2 separate regions of the Anas platyrhynchos genome follow, and region 1 is linked to region 2. The links are chromatin contacts, called in public Hi-C maps. All regions are on one chromosome and are shown on one strand. Each heading gives the region's core, a stretch centred on a gene start, on an enhancer-like site or on the middle of the called end of the contact. The rest is flanking DNA. Distances are from core to core; before and after follow the strand shown.

Region 1 (2,700 bases), core at 127-2,626, 36 kb after region 2:
ACAGACCACACGCTAAAAGAGAACAGCATGTTCTCGGAAAAGTTAGATGTGTCTGAAAGCATACTGCTCTTTAAAGGCAGTTAATGCCAGGGTTATCATTTCTTGAGTGATGCATTTCCATCATCCTTTCAGAAAGGATAAAATATGGAACTTCTTATTACTTCCTGGCTAGAGAAATTTGGTATTATTTTCTCCCTTACAGAATGTGCTCAGGTAATCTCCAGCTATTGAAGGTATAAATGTGACTTTGTGCATTCAGAACACACTCGAAGGGAAAAGCACTCTTTCGTGCAAGGCGTTACCTTCGTCAAAGAGCAGGAACAAGAAGCTGGAGAGTAAAACTGCCTCTGAAATCACTGCAGCTGTTCTCGGCACAATCCCACGCCTGCCTAACAAGTGCCTGAGCCACCTTCCCTCCGCACAGCTGGAAGCGCCGCACACCTCGCTGCTCTTGCTGCTTTCGCCCTGCAAAACCCGACTCCACGCATCTCTCATTTACATCACCCACTTCTAGATCACAGCGAGCAGAACAAACAATACGAATAAGTTTGTACAATATGTCCTTCATCCATTTTACCTTGCAACTCGCCATTTTTAATGAAAAAAGCAACAGCATTTACAAGCCACTGCTGTGTAACAAGCACCCTGGGCGCGCACACTTCCATTATTTCCTGCTCCACGCTCTCCCTGCCTCCTCTTCCCCATGGCCCAGCCGTGCTCAGCGCTACCTCCATGTCCCCAGGACATGGCTAGGGCAGGACCTACTGCTTCCCCCAGCCACCACCCCAGTGCTGGCCGGGCATTAAAATGCCTCCCGGCTGCAAAAGGCTGCATCAAACTGCTCATTAGTCCATTGCTACAGGCAGGGCCTTCATATTTTTTAGACGAAGGGCATTGTCCTCACTAGGCCTGGGGCTCCGTGGAGTTTAAGTGGCTGATTTGCTGCAATCCCTCCTGCGTTTGCAACCAGATCTGCTGCATTTCCTGCCCTGACCTGCAGAGTGCCATAGAATTGTGAAACAAATCCAGAATTAGATCCAGCCTCATCTGACATCTGCAATCTCCAACTCCCGCAATCAAAACTTGCCAAATACGTGGATAGCAAATAACCTATACTGCCTCCATAACACTGCGTGTATTTACCAGCCCCAGCCATGAATCACTAAACCAACTACTACATTTTTCCAAGCTTTATTCATGTTTAAGATTTACCTTAAGTTAATTTTTAAGAGAAGCCTTGCACTACAGTACAAAGTCCCCTCGTATCTGGAGGAAAGCCTGCTACAAAGAACTACTTTCTCTGTGCTCAAGCTGCTCTCTGAAATGCCGTTTCCTTTCAGTACAGTAAACATGCACTGGCTGTATTAACAAGTCCCAACTGCTGAAAGAACAGAAACAATAGTGGGAACTTGGCTGTCGCCCAGCGGTAATGGCACGGACAACAGCATGGGAAAGCAGGAACTGAGTCAAAACAACTTTATATCAAAATATTAGTAGAGAGGCAGAGAGGTTACCTCTGGTCTGTGTGTGTTGATGCTATTTAACAGCCTCCCTCAGCCCTGCATCTGAAGGGCACTCTATTTGGGTGCCCAGAGCCCGACATGCTGATGGTGCAGGCAGGTCCTCAGCCTCGGCTGCTCCGAGCCCACAGCAGCGGGGTCCTTTCCAAAAAATCACCAGGTCTACAAGTGGCTGCATCTTTGAGCACAATCCTTACTGCGCCACGTTAACCTAGAACGCATTATTTCATAAAAGCATTTCATGGTAAATTAAACTTAATCCCGTTCCTAATTGCAACAGGCTGCCGGGGGTGCTGTGCGTGCAGCAGCGTGCACAACAGCTCTCCCTCGCGTTCCTGGGGGGAACGGGCTGCCCCAGCCAGCTCTGCTTGCTCACAGCAGTGACTCAGAAGCCAGGATTCCTCTCCTATGACAACATTCAGGAATTAGGAGAATGGCTATCTAAACAGGTAGCAGAGCTTCGCTCGCTCTCAGATGCCCAATTTGCTGCCGGCATCAGCACAGCAGGCACACCACGACCACCACCCAGCTGGGAGGGGTTTGTACCTCTGCAAAAAGGCATACCCGAAATGCAACCACCCAGTCACCAGAATTAAAAGCAGTGAGCTTCATCCCAAGGGAACCCCAAGGCAGAAGCCACCAAGGGCAGGCTGGGGCAGCCAGCACATGGAGCTCGGACCGGTGCTCACAGCCTCCTGCCATCGCCGCGCCGCTGCAGTGACACGCAGTGGCAGCACGCTGAGCAACGACCCGCTGCCTCCTTTGCAATCAGCTGATGAAGAGGTATCAAAACAGTTTTAAAAGGCAGCAACCGATACCTTGTCAAAACAAACTTGAAATCCGGTTCCTTCCTGCAATAACCTCATCTTCTTTCAATTTTATAATTACTGTTTAATGGCTGGCAATAATGAACGAGGTCTTTTTCAACCATCACAGTGCTGCAGCATAATGTTTTATTGAAAACATGCCATTTTCCTTTGAATGCTTTCGGGATGTGTTCACCACTCAGACAGGTGCCAGACTGAGGAGCAAACTCCTCAAGAAGAGCACGAGCACATCCCGTAACCTCACTCTCACCAGACATACGGAAAGGCCCAACCTTGGCCACCTGCACTTCAGCCGAGCACCGCAGCAGCAGAGCAATGCAATTTAACAGAGGTCTCTGGTGCCAACAGGATTT
Region 2 (2,700 bases), core at 51-2,550:
CTGCTCCCACCCCAGGTGCTCATTGAGCTCATGTCTAAAAGCCTGGCCTGTTTCCAGCAGGGATTTGGCTGATTTCGCCACCACACACTGGAGGCACCGGTGCCCCCCTAAATCCCCATCCAGTCCCACGAGCAGGTCGCTACCTCTCCCGGAGAGCTCCTGCGCTGGTGGCAGGCGGCAGCCTCGCTATTTATGCGCTGCGGCTGGACAGGGCAGCACTTTGCCCGGACGCTGATGCAGCAGCCGCGTCCACCCGATTGCGTCCATGGGATTTCATCTCAATAGCGTGGGCTCGCGGCGCACCATGGAAGCGTTGTTCGGATTTCTCCCGGCTGTCCCTTAGAAATGCGCCGCTCGATCTGCAGCAGATTAACGTGGAAACTCGCATCAGCACGTTCACGCTGCTTCTTGCCAGCTTCTCTGGAAAACTCTCCCATCAGCAGTAAAGGGGAGGGTTTAGCCTAGAAACAGGCGCAGCGCAAAGCCAAAAAAAAAAAAAAAGGCAAAATATTTGTTTGGGCTGGAGCACAACGGGGCTGTGCTGGTGCCCAGTGCAAGCCCTGACCCAGCAGCAGCATCGCCACCGCGTCCCCTCTCCCTCGCTGCGCCCCGCTGAGCCTCCTGCCCCTGAGCTCGGGGAGGTGAACGGGGCTCTGGGGCCTCGTACGTGGATGGATTCATCTGCACAGGCAAAGCACGATCAGAGATGGGAAAAACGAGCAAATGCCAAGCTGAGGAGCCTGCGCTGCGGCCCCACGCTCCAGGCTTTGTTCCACCTCCAGCAGCGCTGAAAAACTGGAGACCACTGAGCCGGTGGCTGCGGGGTGCCCTGCCCCAGGGCTCATCGAGATCCAGGTGGAATCCCAGCATTGGGGTTATCAACCTCTGACCTGCTTTCAGTGGGCCTTTTGAAATGAAGAGCTGGACGCGAAGCTTTTAATGAAATTGCCAAAAAGCTACAGCCCTGCTTGGCCAGATCGGCCAGCCTGGAGCCTGTCCCGCTGCCCCTCTGCAGCCTTGCCCAGGGGGGCCCGCCCCAAACCAGGCACTCTGCTGCAATTCCTGCATCGCGCCCGCACATTTGAGACATTTATGGAACCCCCTTGTGCCCACGGACAGCAGCTGAATGCAGTTTGGTTTTACCATTTTTTTTTTCTCATTTTTGTCTTTGAACGCAAAACCTCCTGGCTGTGAAAAATAAACCGACTTCTATACAGGAGGACTCAAAGGAGGGAGTGGAAGGTGTCGATTTGTCTCTTTCACCAAACAGAACTGTTTCAGCAGATGACAAACACGCAGCTCTCCTCACCAGCGTCCCCCTGCACACTGGGCTCTGCAGTGCCCACGGCTCTCCCTTACCCAGACGCTCGGAGCTTGCACAGGGATGAGGCAGTCGCAAAAGGGACAGAAGGGACACGGGATCTCATTGATTTTTCTTCCCAACAGACCTGTTTCCTTTTGCTTTTAAGTCCCTTTGAGAAATCCTTACAGTGCATTGTTAGAAAATACTAATTGCACCATGCAATACACAACAGACAGAATAACTTTTATTACTTCGGAAATTATGTTGTACAAAATATTTTTATAGCACAATATATTTACTGTGTGACCCTTATTTACATCTGCTATAAGGCTACGTGGGACATAGAAAAAAATTATCTGTACAATAGCTCCTTTAAAAACAGGCTCAATACGGTCTTCACGTTTAATACGGAAAAAGAAAATCCATGAACCATTAGACCTCACCTCTCCTCCTCTTCCAAATCCCACCAGTCAAGTCAGCAGTTATTGCAGGTGGTATTTTTGAGAAAACGTGGAGCTGAGAGGTTGCCTGCTGACCCCCAGGAGCCTTCTCCAGCCCCCCCCCTACAGGGACACCCACCCACACGGCCCCGCTTGCACCAGCACGAGGCAGACCCAGGCTGGACCAGAGGCTCCCGGACTTGGTGGCCCCAGGGAAGGAGCCTCCGAGCACCAGGTCCCCAAATCCACGCTAAAGCTCCGTGGAGCCTTGTTTCTGCCACAAAAGCCCCGTCCTCCCTAAAATGCCACCCCCCCTCTTTTCCCATCACCCACATGAGGGTTCACATTCGCTTTTCCTTCCCAGCACGTACTTGAGCAGATGCAGGGCGCAGAGCAGGACATTGGTGTGGACGCGTCTCACACACCCCATCCTACACACCCCATCCTCCAGCGAAATGAGCCGCCCCCCAAGAAAGGGGCATTGTACTGTCTGAGTTTGATATCTGCAGTAAATCATCAAACTCTTCACCCCACCACATGCATGGAGCACACTTGCTTTCTACAAGCAGTAGAAAGGGCCACAATACCGTAGGAGCAGCCACGGATGCTTTCCAGGGTAAGGAATAGAGAGGTAAGTTCCTTTTATTGGGGCACAGGTTTTAAAAGCATTGTGTTTGTAACTATTTGACTTAGAACAGCCCTGATCTCACTAAGGTATTTTGGTGTGTCAGGTCTCCATGTAACGCCTTGACATCAAGCCATGGCCTCAGTTAACACCTAAGACAGGAGGCATTATTTCCGGATTTTTTCACAAATACTTAAGGTTATACATGGCTGCTCCAGATGAAATGGCTGATCAGCTGTTTGCACATCCAGATTTTACAAGTAGCTCATTTAACAGTTTGTCAGTGATAGCTACAAGTAATGGAGCAAAGCAAACTTCTGTGCAAGCAACCA

Evidence for each region. A called contact is a pair of places that touch in the nucleus more often than the background predicts.
Region 1: a contact with region 2 is called in a Hi-C map of subcutaneous adipose tissue, with 1.7 times the contacts expected there. The contact joins the enhancer-like site here to the promoter of CRYBB3 in region 2. A contact is called at or near these places in 2 of 8 Hi-C or Micro-C datasets (liver and subcutaneous adipose tissue).

What each region holds. Positions count from the first base shown.
Region 1 is chr16:1,279,550-1,282,249 of IASCAAS_PekinDuck_T2T, forward strand. The region is part of intron 6 of KIAA1671 (KIAA1671 ortholog); the gene reads right to left. Among named protein-coding and RNA genes, the nearest start is that of CRYBB3, 36 kb to the left of the region's middle. Within about 2 kb of position 1,377, at least 3 of the 8 cell types and tissues checked have an H3K27ac peak or open chromatin away from gene starts, as enhancers often do. A contact at or near this core is called in subcutaneous adipose tissue, where this site is marked.
Region 2 is chr16:1,243,206-1,245,905 of IASCAAS_PekinDuck_T2T, forward strand. CRYBB3 (crystallin beta B3) reads right to left here and starts at 1,301. Exons shown (of 6, transcript XM_038187534.2): 1 at 144-1,301.